Linked DNA regions of Callithrix jacchus: region 2 is linked to region 1. A link is a contact called in public Hi-C data. All regions are on one chromosome and are shown on one strand. The core of a region is the stretch at or near the end of the contact, and the rest is flanking DNA. Distances in the headings are between cores, read along the strand shown.

Region 1 (3,466 bases), core at 599-3,098:
CGGGATCTCAGCTCACTGCAACCTCCACCTACCGGGTTCAAGCGATTCTCCTGTCTCAGCCTCCTGAGTAGCTGGGATTACAGCTGTGCACCACCACGCCTGGCTAATTTTTTATGTATTTAGTAGAGATGGGATTTGGCCATGTTGGCCAGGCTGGTCTCATACTCCTAGCCTCAAGTGATCCACTCACCTTGGCCTCCCAGAGTGCTGGGATTATAGGCGTGAGCCACCATGCCCGGTCTGTGTGTTTCTATGTCTCTCACTCTCTCTGTATCTCTCTCCACCTGCAGTAATGTATGTGTGTCTCTTTCTATGTCTCTCTGTTTCGTAATGCTTGGTGTCAGGCAGGCTGGACACGGTGGCTCACATCTGTATTCCCAGCACTTTGGGAGGTGAAGGCAAGAGGATCCCTTGAGCCCAGGAGTTCCAGACCAGCCTGGGCAATGTAGCAAGACCATGTCTCTGCAAAAAATAATTAAAAAAAAAAATTAACCCGGCAGGGTGGCACATGCCTGTAGGTAGTCCCAGCTATTTGGGAGGCTGAGGTGGAAAGAATGTTTAAGCCCAGGAGGTGGAGGCTGGATCAAGCCGTGATCACATCACTGTTCTCCAGCCTGGGCGACATTGCAAGACCTGCCTTCAAAAAGAAAAGAAAAGAAAAAGGCAACGAGCAGTTTCACTATCATTAGACAGGGTGAAAAATAATAAATAATAACAACAATATGTGGTATCTCTGAGTCTGGGTATGGTTGCTCATGCCTGCAATCCTAGTGCTTTGGGAGGCTGAGGTGGGAGGATCCTTGAGGACAGGAGTTTGAGACCAGCCTAGGCAACATAGCCTGACCCCATCTCTAATCCCCAGTACAAAAATCTGGTGTTTCTCTGTCTTTGGATCTCTCTTTCTCTCCCTTTTTGTCTCTCTCCACCCCACAAGCTGCCTGATCTCTGAGTTTCTGAGTCTTTCTAAGTGTGTGTCTCTATGTCTCCATGTCTGTCTCGCTGCTTCTCTGTATCTTTTTCTGCCTCTTTCAGTATTTCATTCATTCTCCTCCCTCCTCCCTCCTCCCCCCTCCCTCCTCCCTCCTCCTCCTCCTCCTCCTCCTCCTCCTTCTTTTTCCTCCTCCCTCCTCTTCCCTCTTCCTCCCCTCCTCCTCCTCCTCCCTCCTGCCTGGAGGTTTGTTCTCGCCTCTCTAACCCGCCGTCCCTCCGCCAGTTCTCTCCGTATCCATCTCAGGCTTCCCTCTCCTCCCCAGCCTCTGCAGAAGCGGGTCCTCACCTCCAGCTCTCCGCCTCTGCCCTCCCGGCGCCCCCTCCCCGCCTCTCTCCCACTCCAGGTCTCTGCCTCCCCCTCCCGGCGAGCAGCCCTCACTGCACTCCACGCTCCCAGGGGATCCCCCGGACCCGTTAAGGCAGCCCCTGGCGGAGGACCCACTGGAGCTCTGAGGCGAGGAAGAGGGGCTGCAGGCGCTGGGGTTGCTCCAACCTGGGTTCCTGCGAGCCGGGGGACCCCGCATCCTCCAAGGCTGACGGCTCCCAGCCTGGAGACTTCCGAAGCCTCTCCCAGCTCCACCTTAAGCGCCTCCCCCTTCCCCTTCCAGCGGAGGATGGGGAACAGCCTGCTCGGGGCCCCAGGTGTCCGGGCCACCCCCGCCCGCGTGGCCCCAGCACGGCTGGGAGCCGGGGACCAGCCCCCTACCTCCACTCGTATCCTCTCCCTTCGCACCCCCCACCCCCAGCCTACCCGCGGAGTGTTTGCTGCTATGAGATCACCTGCTCCCCCACCCAACAACAAAATTAAATAACACCAGGGGAGAGGAGAGAAGGAGGGGGAGGAGGGAGGAAGGGACGAGAGAGAAGAGAGACTGAAACTGGGAGAAGAGGCTGGAGAGGAGGAGGTGGGGAGAGCACGAAGCTGGAGGCCGACACCGAGGGAGGGCGGGAGGAGGTGAAGAAGGAGAGAGGGGAGAAGAGGCAGGAGCAGGAAAGGATAGAGGGTGGAGGAGGAGGAGATGCTGGATGGAGACCTGGAGTTAGGTGGCTTGGGAGAGCTTAATGAAAAGAGAACGGAGAGGGGGGTGTGGGTTAGGAACCCAGAGGTAGCCCTGGGGGGAGCAGAAGGCTGAGAGGAGTAGGAAGATCGGGAGCTAGAGGGAGACTGGAGGGTTCCGGGAAAAGAGGAGAGGAAGGAGGAAAGGCACAGAGAGAAGCGGGAGAACAGGCTTGAAGCAGGCTCTCAGTCCCTGGCTGCTTTGGCATTTGGGGAACTGGGACTCCCTGTGGGGTGGAGAGGAAAGCTGGAAGTCCTGGAGAGTCCTAGAAGGAGGGGACATAGGAGCTGAGAGAGGGGGGCTGGGCGTCGGGCAGGGGTCCCTCGGAGGCCTTCTGGGGATGGGGGCTGCAGCTCGTCTGAGCGCCCCTCGAGCGCTGGTACTCTGGGCTGCACTGGGGGCAGCAGGTAAGACCTGGGGTTCCCGGCAGAAGCCCCCGAGGGAGGGTGGAGGTGGGGGTGCCAAGGAGAGGGATTCAGGCTGCTCTCTTCTCAGCTCACATCGGACCAGCACCTGACCCCGAGGACTGGTGGAGCTACAAGGATAATCTCCACGGAAACTTCGTGCCAGGTGCAGCCAAGGCGGGGACCCAGGAGTCCGGCCCTCTCGGGGCCTCCTTCAGACTCAGGAATCTGGGTTCCCAGCTCCCCGCTTCCTGCAGGACCAGGAGTCCCAGCCCCCTCCTCTGTCCCTCAGGAGTCAGGCCAGCTTCTGAACCCCAGGGGCTCACCATGGGACATTATACATGCGCATTTCAAGTAGTGAGTGGGAGTGAGTGGAAGGAAAGTGTGGGGGTGGAGATTCTGTGTGTGTTTGCAGGGAGAAGAAGGACCCGGCTCCCGCTAGGAACCAGAGGCTGGGTGGCCCTGTCCCCCACCTTGTCCAGCCCTCTCTTGTAGCTCCTCTCTCCAACACATTAATAAATATCCAGTTGTGGGACAAGAGATAGAGGAACTACAACTCCCATGGGGCTCTGGGGCAGGTAGACAGCAGAAGGGTAGGCTGATAGCCCTGGGGCCTGCTGGGAGTTGTAGTTCCTTCTACAATGGCTTACGATGGGTTGGATTGGCAGGGCGTGGTGGCTCTCGCCTGTAATCGCAGCACTTTAGGAGGCCGAGGTGCGTGGATCACCTGAGGTCAGGAGTTTGAGACCAGCCTGGCCAACATGGCGAAACCTCGTCTCTACTAATAAACAAAAATTAGCTGGGCGTGGTGGCACGCGCCTGTAATCCCAGCTACTCAGGAGGCTGAGGCACAAGAATCTCTTGAACCTGGGAGGCGGAGGCTGCAGTGAGTCGAGATGGTGCCACTGCACTCCAGCCTGGGTGACGGAGCGAGCCTCTGTCTAAAAAAAATAGTAATAACAAAAATTAAAAAGATGGGTTGGATTAAGGAGAGGCTGAGAGTATTAGGGGGTC
Region 2 (3,982 bases), core at 218-2,717, 54 kb before region 1:
ATATTTTTAGTAGAGACGGGTTTTCACCATGTTGGCCAGGCTGGTCTCGAACTCCTGACCACAAGTGATCCACCCGCCTCACACTCCCAAAGTGCTGGGATTACAGGCATGAGCCACTGTGCCCAGCATGGATGTAGCTTTCAGCTTTTCCCTCTCTCCAATAACCAGGCATGCAGGCCCCACCCCTGTCCTAGCAAAACCTCAGACATCTGGGATCCTCAGCTACCACACCCCTTTGTGATAGAAAATTCCTGCTTTACTTCAGAATGTAACAACCGGGGGCCCCTACACCTCCACCCTCAGATCTAGCAGTCTTGGTGCCCAACTCCCAGCACTCAGGTCTTGCTCCCTGGCCTGCCCTCCTGCACCGTGGGGCCCCGCTTTCCACACAGCCCTGCTCCTCCCGGCCTGGCTGGCTGCCTGCAGGCCTCTCAGGGTCCTTCACCCATCTCTCTAGTCTCGGATCCTGACCCGTGGATCTCAGCCTCCAGCCCGGCTCTAGCCCCGGCCTTGCCCTCTGGCACGGCCCCTTTCCTCTTCAGCCCTGGGGTCCTGCTCCCTGAGCCCGAATCCTGTCCTCCTTGGGGGTCCCAGAAGAAGGTGAGTCTGGACTGGAGGGAGAGGTCCCTCTGTTCCCCTTGCTACTGCTGCCATTTTTGCTCTTCTTTGGGGGCGCGGAGCTGACTGCATACTTGGCATGTAGCCCCAGGGATGGGGGCGGGGAAGGGGCAGCAAGGCCGGAGCCGCACTGAGGCCCAGCACGTGACACCTGCTCTTTCAGGAGTCTCCCAAGACCTCCCAACGGTGGAGGGAGTCCAAGCCGAGGGGGAACTTGACATACCACCAGTACATGCCCCCAGAGCCAAGACAGGGAGCCAGGGCTGGCCCCCAAGCTGAGGGGTCCGCCCTGGGTCCTCCTGGGCCACCTCTGTGGGAAGGGACAGACTCACAGCAGCCACATCCTAGGTATGACACCCATTTCCCTTCTGGGACCCAGAAATCCAGGTCCCAGCATCTCCTGCCTCAAACCTAGAGTCCAAGACCAGTGTAGTCGGGCCCCAAACCCCCCACCTCCCCCAGGGTTTAAGAGTCCAGGATCCCAGCCCCTGGCCCTTCAGACCCGAGTATGAGCCCCCAGTTCCTTTTCCCCTGGTTACAGAAATCTAGCCCCATGTTTGTGCCCTCGGAGACCCAGAATTCTGGGCCCCCACTTTTCTGCATCTTCCCCAGCCCCCTAACCTTTCGGTTTGAGGACCCCAGAACGCCTCCCCCACCCCCGTCCCTCTAACCTTTGCTCATCCCTCACAATTATCGCCAGGATGAAGCCCACTCCCCTCACTCCCCGCCCACCAGGAGTCCCCAGACCCTCGCCCCCTCCACACAAGTTGGAACTCCAGACCCTTAAACTGGAGGAGCTGACGGTGAGTTTGGGATGCAACTTTCCAGGCTGCTTCTCTCCCTCGGTGGGGTCTCAGAAATCCAACCCCGCAGCCTCTGCCCCCTGCAAATCCAGGAGGTCGGGTACCTAGTCCCATCCTGTTTTAGGGTCCCAGGAATCCAGACCCCCAGTGCCTTTCTGTTTCCAAACATCCCGTCCTGGCTCCCGCCTGCGCCCGGAGTTCGCCCAGCACCGCCTCTCCCCACCCCTCCTCCCCAGGTCTCAGAGCTCCGGCAGCAGCTGCGCCTGCGGGGCCTCCCAGTGTCGGGGACCAAGTCTATGCTCCTGGAACGCATGCGCGGCAGCGCCACGCCCCGCGAGCGGCCAAAGCCGCGGCGCGAGGACAGTCCCGCGGGTGCTCCCTGGCCGCGCCTCAGACCCAAGGCCCTGGCAGCCGCCCGGCGGCCGAGCTTGGTGAGGGCGGGGATATGCGTGTGTGGACCAATAAAGGGAAAGCAAAGTGGGATGGGTCGGGGAGTCTAAAAAACTAGCCAATGAAGTGTGGGGGCGCGGCCTAGCGGTGGGAAGCCTTGAAGGCGAGGGGGCGTGGTTCAGAGCAACAGAAGGCGGATCTTTAGGGAAGAGATAATGAAAGAATAGGGGGCGAGGCCAAAGGAAGAACGGAGGAGCGAGGGGCCGCGACAGGATCAAGAGGCGGAGCCACACGTTGCGAGTGGGTGGGGTTGCGCCCGGTGGGCGTGGCTTACGGGAGATCGTCCTCTTGACGGTTCTAGGTCAAGCCCAGCGCAGCATCTCACCTGCCAACTCTTCCACGTGCCGCGGATACCCCGGGGATGGCTCCAGCTCCAACTACCGCTCTGGCTGCAGCTCCAGCCCTGACCCCTTCCTCCGCGCCGGGCTCCGTGGCTCTGACTCTGGAGGAGGAGCTGCAGGAAGCAATCCGGAGGGCGCAGGTAAGAGGGTGCAGGTCGAATCCGCGCTGGGGGTCTCCAGTCAAGCCCAGGTCAGAGTCCCGAGTTCATGCCGAATTTTCCCATCCGCAGTTGCTTCCGAACCGGGGCATCGATGATATCCTGGAGGATCAGGTGGAGCCTGTTGGTATGATCTGAACTCCTAGATTTGGGGGAGATGGGCCTTGAAGTTCTGGTCTCCTGCGTCCGCGGGAGGCGTGGGCCGGGGAGTTGAACTCCTAGAAATGGTGTATGGGGGGCTGGCGCCCGGATCCCTGACTTTCCAAGCTCACGTATCATTCTTTATACCGTAGACCCCCTGCCTCCCATCCCCCTGGACTTCCCTGGCTCCTTCGACGTGCTGTCTCCCTCCCCGGACTCAGAAGGCCTCTCATCTGTTTTCTCCTCTTCACTCCCGTCCCCTACGAACTCCTCCTCCCCTTCTCCCAGGGACCCCACGGACTCCCTGGACTGGCTGGAGGCCCTGAGTGGGGGTCCTCCACTGGGTTCTGGTCCCCCAGTCCCCAGCATCTTCTCTGCTGACTTATCTGACTCCGGCAGTAGCCGGCTGTGGGACCTGCTGGAGGACCCGTGGTGATGGATTCAGGGGTTTCCAGAAACAGAACTGGTGGGGGTGGAGAAAAGCTCCCTGGGGGAGGAGAGGGAAGGACCAGTAGAGCCCCTCCTATTGCAGACACAGGATTGGAGACAACCTCCCACCCCACCTGCCTCCTGAAGTGCTGCTGACTGCCTGAACTTTGCCTACTTGGCCTCCTTAAGATCCCCCTCCAGGGTTGTACGGTTGGGGGGCTCCTTTTGCTGCTGGCCACGGCAAACAAGCTGCTTGCTGCTTCTTTCAAAGACCTCATGGATGTTTTTACATGTCCCTACCCACAGTGGATGGCTGCCTATTGTCTGGGGGGCCTGGAGAGTGGTTATGCCTTTTGGATACAGGAGAGGAGCAAGAAAGAGTGGAGGGGGAGAATGGGGAGCAAGAACTTGACCCCCCAGGGTTCTGGTTGGAGATGAAAATATTAGCAACATCTGGTCTAAGATCAGCTTCTCTTGGAAGCAGAGCCTGAGGCGAGATATAAATGCCAGTGATTTATTAAAGAAGTGTTCACCTGGATTCGGCTGGGTGCACTCTGGGAGGCCGAGGCGGGTGGATCATGAGGTCAAGAGATCGAGACCATCGTTGTCAACATGGTGAAACCCCGTTTCTACTAAAATTACAAAAATTAGCTAAGCATGGTGGCACGCACCTGTAGTCCCAGCTCAGGAGGCTGAGGCAGGAGAATCACTTGAACCTGGGAGGCGGAGGTTGCAGTGAGCCGAGATTGTGCCACTGCACTCTAGCCTGGTGATAGAACAAGACTCCATCTTAAAAAAAAGTATTCCAGCCGGTGCAGTGGCTCATGCCTATAATTCCAGCACTTTGGGAGGCCGAGGTGGGTGGGTCACCTGAGATCAGAAGTTTGAGACCAGCTGGCCAACATGGTGAAACCCTGTCTCTACCAAAAATACAAAAAAAAAGAAAGAAAAAAATTAGCTGGGCATGGTGGTACACGCCTGGAATCCCAGCTACTTGGGAGGCTGAGGCAGGAGAATCACTTGAACCCGGGATGTGGAGGTT

The links. Hi-C and Micro-C count contacts between places; a contact is called where the count stands out from the background.
Region 2: a contact with region 1 is called in a Hi-C map of skeletal muscle, with 3 times the contacts expected there. The contact joins the enhancer-like site here to the promoter of CA11 in region 1. A contact is called at or near these places in 3 of 3 Hi-C or Micro-C datasets (induced pluripotent stem cells and skeletal muscle).

The regions. Positions count from the first base shown.
Region 1 is chr22:42,513,150-42,516,615 of calJac240_pri, reverse strand. CA11 (carbonic anhydrase 11) reads left to right here and starts at 1,848. Exons shown (of 9, transcript XM_002762329.6): 1 at 1,848-2,455; 2 at 2,544-2,618. The coding sequence starts at 2,389. FUT2 (fucosyltransferase 2 (H blood group)) reads right to left here. Exons shown (of 5, transcript XM_078359352.1): 1 at 1,484-3,466.
Region 2 is chr22:42,566,311-42,570,292 of calJac240_pri, reverse strand. MAMSTR (MEF2 activating motif and SAP domain containing transcriptional regulator) reads left to right here. Exons shown (of 9, transcript XM_054249637.2): 4 at 458-600; 5 at 782-966; 6 at 1,319-1,421; 7 at 1,658-1,852; 8 at 2,173-2,352. It also overlaps a transcript of FUT2 not described here. Among named protein-coding and RNA genes, the nearest start is that of MAMSTR, 6.1 kb to the left of the region's middle. Within about 2 kb of position 1,467, at least 16 of the 16 cell types and tissues checked have an H3K27ac peak or open chromatin away from gene starts, as enhancers often do. A contact at or near this core is called in skeletal muscle, where this site is marked.